Regions from separate parts of the Mus musculus genome. Here all the other regions are linked to region 1. A link is a contact called in public Hi-C data. All regions are on one chromosome and are shown on one strand. Each heading gives the region's core, a stretch centred on a gene start, on an enhancer-like site or on the middle of the called end of the contact. The rest is flanking DNA. Distances are from core to core; before and after follow the strand shown.

Evidence for each region. Hi-C and Micro-C count contacts between places; a contact is called where the count stands out from the background.
Region 2: a Hi-C map of the N1E-115 cell line shows a contact between it and region 1, with 2.6 times the contacts expected there. The contact joins two enhancer-like sites. A contact is called at or near these places in 2 of 484 Hi-C or Micro-C datasets (the N1E-115 cell line and nephron progenitors).
Region 3: a contact with region 1 is called in a Hi-C map of the N1E-115 cell line, with 3 times the contacts expected there. The contact joins two enhancer-like sites. A contact is called at or near these places in 2 of 484 Hi-C or Micro-C datasets (the N1E-115 cell line and uterus).

What each region holds. Positions count from the first base shown.
Region 1 is chr15:56,076,185-56,079,280 of GRCm38.p6, forward strand. No RefSeq gene overlaps it. Among named protein-coding and RNA genes, the nearest start is that of Gm46516, 150 kb to the left of the region's middle. Within about 2 kb of position 1,752, at least 42 of the 459 cell types and tissues checked have an H3K27ac peak or open chromatin away from gene starts, as enhancers often do. A contact at or near this core is called in the N1E-115 cell line, where this site is marked.
Region 2 is chr15:56,419,121-56,422,548 of GRCm38.p6, forward strand. All of the region lies in intron 2 of Gm41326 (a long non-coding RNA gene), which reads left to right. Among named protein-coding and RNA genes, the nearest start is that of Gm41326, 11 kb to the left of the region's middle. Within about 2 kb of position 1,756, at least 18 of the 459 cell types and tissues checked have an H3K27ac peak or open chromatin away from gene starts, as enhancers often do. A contact at or near this core is called in the N1E-115 cell line, where this site is marked.
Region 3 is chr15:56,497,368-56,500,604 of GRCm38.p6, forward strand. No RefSeq gene overlaps it. Among named protein-coding and RNA genes, the nearest start is that of Gm41326, 89 kb to the left of the region's middle. Within about 2 kb of position 1,329, at least 30 of the 459 cell types and tissues checked have an H3K27ac peak or open chromatin away from gene starts, as enhancers often do. A contact at or near this core is called in the N1E-115 cell line, where this site is marked.

The sequences.
Region 1 (3,096 bases), core at 502-3,001:
TGGAGTGAATGTGGCAGATGCTGCCATAAGAATTATAGGGGCTTTGTTAATTTACTTTCATGATGATTTACTGGGGACCAAGATGGCGTACCTGGCATTCTCATTATCTCTGAGGGTAATGAAATCGGATATCCACAATACTTCACTTATCCGTGTTAAACATCTAGTTATACTCCTTTGTGTTTTCCTAACTTGAAAATGTTACAGAGTGGAGCCAGAAAACGAAAGTCATTTTACATTGTCCTTCAGTTAATCTTTGCATTTTAGTTGTCTGCATTTCAGTTATGAGCAAGAGTGAGATGACATTGTTGTGCATTTATTTTGTGTGATACGTTGTTTCTTCCTCTCTACATATACGTATGTATGTATGTATGTATGTATGTATGTATGTATGTATGTATGTAGAAAGGAGGGAGGAAGAAAGGAAGCTAGGAGAAAAGGGAGCTAAAAAACTCTGCAAAGTTGTCTAAGGTACATAGATGCATTTATTATTAAAGTGCTCTTGGTGGAGTGGGAGCCTAGCCTATCTTCAGGGACCACATTGTTAGTACATCCTTAAGTTAGCTTTATTAAACTAAGAAAAATTGAGCTTATTATGCAGCTGTTTGGTTTCATATAACAGAAACTGACTCTGGTTAACTTATGCAAAGAGGTAATTTATTGGAAGGAATAAAGTTGTTTGTGGACTATAAAGGGGAGTGGAGGACTTGGCCTGCACAGATGTGTGTGTGTGTGTGTGTGTGTGTGTGTTGGAGGCTGTGAGAACAGAGTGTGATTTCCTTACATTAGGAACTGATGAAATACCTTTGCCTTAATACTTTTCTACCTCAGAGAATGAAACCTAACTGTGCCTAATACTTTTCGTAATTCTGCCACAGATCAATATTTTGGGGAGCACATTTGTGTTCCCTGGATATGTCCTATGCTTGTCCTTTGGCTGACAGTGGGCAGAGTGACTCGATTAAAGTTGTAAAATCATGTTTAGACAGGGAAGAGGGAGCTCTCCACAAGGAAATTGCAATTACATTTACATAAGAAGGGCATGATATTGGATGGCAGCTAAGACAAGTCACTGTGCAGGGTCAGACCTGTTTTACATTATAGGAACCAGAGAGGTGGAGTGCTCCAGATGGGAGTTCTAAAATAAAAGCCAATCTGTATTTACATGACCATCCTTTTTGAAATGGATGAAATAGGCAGAGGGGTCCATGATGGTCATTTACAGGGACTACTGAGGTCCAAATTTGGGAAAGATTGGGTGTCTGAGCCTCTATAGTCCAAGACAAAAACAGTTCCAAGTACTCCAGAGACAACAAAGAGAGCAGGAGAAATTGCTGTATTCTTGTTAATGCCCAACTCTTTTTTATCTCAGCAACAGGAAGTCCCTGAAAGTCTCTTACAAAATGAAGGGAAGAAACAAATATGGATTTTTAATGTATTGCCTCTTCTCTGTCTCTGTCTGTTTCTGTCTCTGTTGTCTGTCTCTGTCTGCCTCTGTCTGTTTTTGTCTCACTGTCTCTGTGTTTCTCTGTCTTTGTGTCTGTCTGTCTTTCTCTCTCTCTCTCTCTCCCTCTCTCTCTCTCTCTCTCTCTCTCTCTCTCTGTGTGTGTGTGTGTGTGTGTGTGTGTGTGTGTGTGAGAATACGCGCGTGTATTCTCAAGGGGAGCCGATCCATTAGTAACAGGCAGACATGCCAAAAGCAATAAAGGGGCAGGCTCACTGGGCTAAGCAGGCAGTAGTTACAGGCTTTCCAGGAGAATCTTGCTCATTCATTAATTCTAGCCTTGGAAGGGAGCCAAGCTGTGTGGTTTCACCACAGCAAGGGGCGCGATCCTGATGATTAAATGCCCTTTGTTGCCTTGCATTTAACTTTTTCTAGTAACTCACTTTGAAGAATGGAAAACTGAGTTTTCAATGCTTTGTTGTCTGCTGAAGCTAAAGCTAGCAGTAATTGAAGCCAGCCGAATGAGGAAGGGAATGGTCAAGGTAAATCTTGGAGCACAAAGGAAGTCAAGGGACGGAGCGGTGGCTCAGTGTGTTCTCTATTCCTCTCTTGATGCGAGTGAGATTTTAGCTGCAGCATATTTTTGGAAAATCATGTACCATTTGGAAAATATGCTCCCTTCACCATTCTCTCTGGATTACTTATGCTCTACTGTGTACACAAGACATAGGGCTCGAACAATAAGAATGGCATTGCTGGGGAGATATCGTCATATGTAGCTGTCTATATCACACTGGGTTATCTCACCCCCAAATCCTTTGCTTTGTTTGCATGGCTGACAACTTAAATTATTTAATTAAGTTAACACCTCTGTTTTACCTTGATAGACACGTTTGCATTGTCTTGAGCGAAGGAAATGCTTCTGTTTAGTAATGTTTAAAACATATTAATGAACTAGCTAGATTCAATACCTGGGCTAGTAATTGTTATAAAGGAGGTGATTTATGGATGCTAACTAAAATGAGTAGAAAAATAAGGCCACTTTTTAATCTCCAAATGAAGAGGAAAATTTGAATATAACTTAACAATATTGAGACTAAGTAAATCGTTGAAATAGTCAAGGTTGGAGACTGTGTGAGCAAAGTTCTGTTCTATAAACTATTAAAACATGAAAGATAGTGTACTCGAGCATGGAAAACTACTGAACTTTAGGTTGAAAACCAGACATCATAGACTCCACTTCCTACCCCAAGACCTAGTTATAGCCTTGGCATCTTTAGGCTTATTTTCATGCTTGCTTTAACTTGACTTCTGGGTAGGAGAAGGATAAGGTTCTGAGGAGGTGGTTAGAAATTTCAAAAGGACATTTAGGCTTTATATTTTGCTTGGTGAATGTGTATAATATGTAAAGGAATATGGTAGCTCTGGAACACCATGGCTAATACCTTCTAGCAGGAAGTTGCACATATATATCTATAAATGTATATATGTATACATAGATATATTCTTTTTTAGTTTATTAAAACATAATTATATCATAAATATTAAGGAATTACATTCCTTGTCCAAATATTTCTTATGTCCTCCTGCCTCTTGTCCATAAGAAATTCATGTTTTTTTTAAACTATTATTATTACACATGAAGGCAAATG
Region 2 (3,428 bases), core at 506-3,005, 340 kb after region 1:
AGTAGCTTCCAGAAGTTTCCCTGATATTTACCATTTTAGTGCAATGAATAGCTGAGGACCCTAACTGTCTTCCAACAACTTTTGTCATATACTAATTTCTTTAAAGAAAATAATTTTTTTATTTGTTTGTTTCTCTGTGTAGCCCTAGCTGTCCTGGAACTCACTCTGTAGACCAGGCTGGCCTTGGTTAACATAAATTTCATCTTGTTTTTCCTTGAATTGAATGGCTTCTAACTTGAGTGCTTATTATTCCTGGACTAATCACCAGTTAATAATTTTTTCTGTCTTCTTAATTATTGAATTATACATTACTGAGGAAGAAAGGCCGGTAGAGAAATGACAGTGATAATGCTTGTTAACACTGAGAATTTTATTCACCTCACATTGTCATTCTCGTCTGTGCTTTCTGAATACCCTGCCAAAAAAAAGTGACCCTTGCCCCACTCTCTCTGCTTTTCATTCTCTCCACTCTGCAAACAGTGAAATCCACACAAACCATAACCAGAATTTGTTGTATGGGGAAAAAAATCTCTTTTTAACTTAAAATAATTGTGAAAATAAAAATCTACGTTTTCAGTGTTTTACAAAATAATAATCTCTGTGGGTCTTACCTATGATGTTTCTACCAAAAGTATCTCAAAACTCCTGGAGACAAGGGACTTAACAGATTTTCTGCTGAGTAGCTCTTGTTTAGGACATATTTGGAATGTAGCAAGTACTCAGTAAATAATTGTTGAGTGAAGGAATGGTGGTATGTGTACATAAATTTAATCCTAATATGAAGACTATTCAATAATGAAGAAAAGCCATTATTACAATGCCTAGCACGTAACAAGCAGGAATTTACATCTATGTGATAGACTGAGACTGAACTCAGACAAACAAACCTTTGCTATTTACTATCCTAATGAGTACCTTTGCTATTTATTTTCCTAATGCATGACTTTTAACTCCTTTATATTAAGTCAGATCAAGATACAGCAACTATGTGGCCCAGCTCAATCCCTTTTCAAGCTCATGCTCCCATTGATGTCTCAGAATGGTGTAATTTACCAAGGTAGGATACCTTGAAAAATCATCCAAATGATTTTTTTTTTGTTTTGTTTTTTTAAATACAAACTATGAAGGAAAGTTGCAACACATGAAAGAACATGGTCTCATACATGCTGCCCTTGGGCAAAGCTGGAGGAAAAATAGTTACCCCTACACATTCCTTTATGCTAACAGGAATACTTCAGAATATGGGAGGTTTGTCAGATATTAGCATATTGTGAGTTATAGAATATTATTTTCATTAAGTAATTGCTAATTCCAGGGTGTGGGCCTGATTTTGCTTATAATTGGCTGTAGTGTAAACACCATGCTCCTACTTCCAGAGCTCCATAAAGAAAAACAGCTGTTTAAGATGTGGCGTTTTTATAGGATGAGTGACTAGCTCATCCCGTCACACAAAAGGGCAATTTTATAAAAACCACACTTGGAAAGTTAAGCTGTGTTCTGACCATTCCATTTCCTCTCTCTTGCTAGGCAAATATCTGAAGAACATTGGTAATAAGAATAATTAGAGTGTCTCTGGATATGGTTGTTATTTTGAAAGAGATCCTACACTGCATTCAGTAGTCATATAAACATAAGATGAAGAGTGTAGTCAAAAGGAGAGACAAGATGCTCAAAACAACCACTGCTGTTTCTATCAGCAGAGACAAACAAAGGCCTCATTGTGCAAGGCAGGGACTACAGATGGGTGTTCCCCATTAACTGCAGTCACCATTTGCATGCAAGAGAAGGATGTGGTCGGACAATGAGCTGTCTCTTCTCAATGTTCCAGTCCTTCCCAGTTCCACAAGGTTTTTCCCTTAAACATGCATATATCAGATTCCTTACTTTTCATAGCCTGCTTCTATTGCAGTGGGCTTTTAGAGCATTATTATATATTTATTTCTGCTTGAATATAATTTTAGTGTGGCAATTTTATCACTGGTTGGAATAAGAAAATTAAAATAAAACAAAATTCAGAGCACAGACTGAAGGAATGACCATTCAGAGACAGCCCCACCTAAGGAGCCATCCCATAAACAACCACTAAACCCATACACTATTGTGGATGCCAACAAAAGCTTGCTCATGGGAGCCTGATATAGCTGTCTCCTGAGAGGCTTTGCCGGTACCTGACAGATACAGAAATGGATGCTCACAGCCATCCATTGGATTGAGCATAGGGTTCCCAATGGAGGAGCTAGAGAAAGGACCCAAGGAGCTGAAGAGATCTGCAGCTCCATAGGAGGAACAACAAAATGAACTAACTAGTACCTCAAAAAATGGAGTATAGAACTAAATTGAGAATTCACAACTGAGGAATCTCGAATGGCTGAGAAGCACCTACAGAAATGTTCAAAGTCCGTAGTGATCACAGAAATGCAAATCAAAATGACCCCGAGATTCAACCTATACCAGTCAGAATGGCTGAGATCAAAACCATGGGTGACAACACATGTTGGAGAGGATGTAGAGAAAGAGGACCACTCCTCTTTGCTGGTGGGACTGCAAACTGGTACAAACACTCTGGAAATCAATCTAGAGGTTTCTCAGAAAACTGGAAATAGATCTACCTGAAGACCCAGCTATACCACTCTTGGGAATATACTCTTGGGAATATACCCAAAAGATGGCCCACCATGCCACAGGGGCACATGTTCCATTATGTTCATAGTGACCGTGTTTATGATAGCCAGAAGCTGGATACAACCCAGATGCCCCACAACAGAGGAATAGATACAGAAAATGTGGTTCATTTACACAATGAAATACTACTCAGCTAATAAGAGCATCCTGAATTTTGCAGGCAAATGAATGGAACTAGAAAATATCATCCTAAGTGAGGTAACTCAGACCCAAAAGGACATGTATGGTATTTACTCACCAATAAGTAGATGCTTGCCCCCCCTCCCCCCAAAAAAGTACAGAATACTCAAAATACAGTCCACAGAACTCAAAAAGTTCAACAAGCTGAAGTGCCCAAGTGAGGATGCCTCTGTCCCACTTGGGGGTGGGGAGAAGAAAGCAATCACAAGTAGGGAGGAAGGGTCCTGGGAGGACTGGGGATGGGAGTGATGGGAGGGAAGAGGGGAAACTGATCTGTTTTGGGTGAGGGAAAAGGACTGAAGCCCTGAGGGCCAGCAGAAAGAATGGAAACAGGCAACCTCAAGAGATAGGAAGTTGGGGGAGCCCTCCAAAATGCACTAGAGACCTGGGAGGTGAGAGATTCTCAGGACTCAAAGGAGGGACCTTAGACAAAATGCCCTACAGTAGGAAGAGGGAACTTATAGAGCCCACCTCCAGCAGGAAGATAGGTCATCAAATGAGGGAAAGGGGGCCATCCCACAATCACAACGCTGACCTATAATTGTTCCTGTCTGAAAGACTTACAG
Region 3 (3,237 bases), core at 79-2,578, 420 kb after region 1:
TCTTGCTGTTCAGACTGGGAGCAGACATCCTTTTCTCTGAGCTTGTGGGAAGGACTGAGGTTTGCCTGGCTCCAAACTGCTAATCCAAGGAAACATCCTCCACTCCTCACTGGGGTTTGAATCCAAAAGGAAAGTTGGAGGCAGCTGTGGCTGAGAAATTGGAAACAGTTTCCAGAAAACAGTTACTGTGTCAGAGCTTTGCATAGACCTTTTCTAGAACAATAAGAAAGCACTGAAAGGGTAAACAGATGGAGTGAACACTTATTGGGAGCTTTGTGGCCAGGTAATACTCTGTATATATTCCAAACGTTGTCTCATTTAGTATTGATAACATTTCTTGGAGGTGGGTAGCAATATCTCAAATTTATATTGAAAATGCAAGGCTCTGAGAGGTAAGGAGCCAGAATTTAAACGGAGGTCTTCCATGATGAAGGACAATGTCCTTACAGCACAATTACAGAGCACAGCTTTGGTAATGGATTTGGCCAGGATTGCATCTGAAATGACTCAGTATGCTGAGGAAAGGCTGGCTCAGAGAACTGCTTTTAGCCACAGTGTTAATTAAAATCCCATTCAGCACTACAAGCCATTGTAAAAGCAGCTGTAGTGACCAAGCACAGGTTCTCTTCAGAGAACAGATAGACCATTCAGCCCAGGGACTGTGACGTGGGCCACGTGAAAAACCTGCAAGCCATGTGCTTTCAAGAAGACTTCTCTGGAGAAATTATCTTTCCCAGATTGTGCAAATGCTGGAGAGCTGGGGCTTGGTCAGGTTCAGAGGGTTGACGAAGTAGAGAGAAGCAGGCAACACCAATGAAGCTGGGCCTTTGATCTCTTCTAATCATGACATTTCATGAGGCCATTTCTGATCATGTACTGCTCAGCTCCTAATGAAAATGGCTTAAGCATGAGTTTTGCTTGGTAGATCTAAGAAAGAACCATCTATGGAAGCAAGCCAGATATTAGGTAACCCAAGACCACTCAGGAAATCAAAACAAAGTTACATTAGTCAAGTGCAATTTTTTTGGGAGGGTAAGCAAAGGGGCTTGGGGGAAGGGTAGTCAGAAATGTTTCTTCCTTTCATTCTCCCAGGGGAAAACACCTACCTCATTGTACATTTTGGTGCATCTTTTAACCTTCAGGCAGCAGAGATCCATGTCTTTTACTACCTTTGCACACTAGTTCTCAGCCATTCACCTTAGAACAATTTGCTTTTGAACTCTTGGCAGAGTCAGAGTCGCCAGATGCACTCTCTGTGGAGTGTCCATGTTCTGGAAGGAAGAAAATATCCCATGGGATGTGTCTGATGGAAAACAAAGATGTCCAGTGTATTACTCTACATCTCAATAGCACTTCATATTTACAGAGGGCTTTATCGTAAGGATTTATTCATTACTGCATATAACATCCCAGTGTGGGACATGGTAATACTTGTTCAGACTGAGCTATGTACTTCAGCCCACACAGAAGAATTCAAAATTCCACTCTCAGTATGTTTTCTGAATCTTGTTCGCCTCTGGTTCTCTGAGGTGGCTGCTATGACAACACAAATCTGGACTGAATCAGAGTAGCAACCTGAGGTGGCATCATAAGCATTCTTGCCAAATATTTGTGTTCTAAGGTACGTAGTTGCATCACTATGGAAAGACTGTGAGGGCAGGCTGCCACTTTCCTCTTTTCTGGCAGAATCCCGTGTGTCTCTGGCTTTGTGGGTTTATCTCCAGTGACTCTGTTTCCATCCCTCTGTGGATTTTCCTCCTAAATGTGTATGTCCTCTAGGATCAGCCTGAAGCTTTCTCATCCCACTCCCTTCCCAGGCTTAAAATAACACCATGATATTAATCAATCCCAAATTACCCAGACTATTCTTTCTCCTCCAAATTCCTTTCCTCTGCCTACATGTGTCTCGATCTAGCCAATTTTTCTTTTGTCTGTCCTTTGCCAGAGAAGAAGAAAGAGATGATTGCATCTCAGTCCCTCTTTCCATAAAGAGTTATCAAAGAAGGGCCACACATAAGAGAATTCCACCGACAACAAGCCCATGAATGATGTAATGACATCGTCATCGTCAGAAGAGAGGCTGCTTAGACTGCAGCTTAAGGGCCATGGAGAAATCCTGAAAGAATACCACTGGTCCCAATTGTTACATGCACAAACTGCCATGCAGATAACTAATATATATCTGTTGATTATTTAGAATCTAGTGCTTTAATGACTTTTATTTCTCTGCTTTACATAGCTAAAATTGTTACATAAACTGAAATTAAAAAAAAAAAAAAAACAGTGGCATGAAGAATTAAGGCCCTTCGTGAGGCAGATATGAGAGAACAATTACCCTTCTATGAAAGCCCAGAAACTTGAATCACTGAGAGCTTTATGTGCTATCTCCATATGCCCAGACCCATCATTACCCAAGACCTATGAAGAAGGGTCTATTGAGATCTGAGAAAAGGAAGGATTTTCTCTACACACTGACTCTTTTGTCTCATTGTCTAGAACCTGTGAGCTGGCAAGAGCATTCATTCAGACCCTAGGTACACCTGTAGGTGCTTCTCAATGAGCTGCTAATAACACTGGAGAACTTACAAGGCAAAATGAGAAACATATATAGCTGCTAGTGAAAATTCTGGGAGATTATACTTAAGTTGCAGAGGAACTGGGTGGGGTAGGGGATGCCAAGATCAGAGAGGTACACAGAGGTCAGACCTCTGTGATATGTCATGTATTTACTGAGAATATCATAATCTTCCCACCAGAAACTCTCCAGTGGACCATACATTATGTATGTAAGCCTAGTGATAGGTCTTCTGGGCTGTCTGTTCTTTGTACAAACATGGCAAGGGGGAAGTGCTGTGTGCATTTTGCAGGTTAAGCACAGGGACAGAAACAATTAGGCTGACTTTTCAGGTTTCATTATGTAGTGCACCTAAATGATATATGCAGGTTGTCAGGCTCCAGCAAGTGTAGCAAACACACCACAGAGATAGTCCTTGAGAAGTGATAAAGAAAGTACACCAGACCAACACTGGGTTCTCATCGCAAGGAGCATAAGACTGTTTAGTGTATAGTTCAGAGAATGAATCTTTATGTCGGACAGGCATGATGTCTTGCTCTGAACCTCTTTCTAATTTACATGTACATGTTACTCAACTTTCGTAAAATTCAGTCATTTCTTTATATATGTCTTTTGTCATCTCATATTTTGTTTTGAGAAAATATTTTTCATGTGTTTGAGGT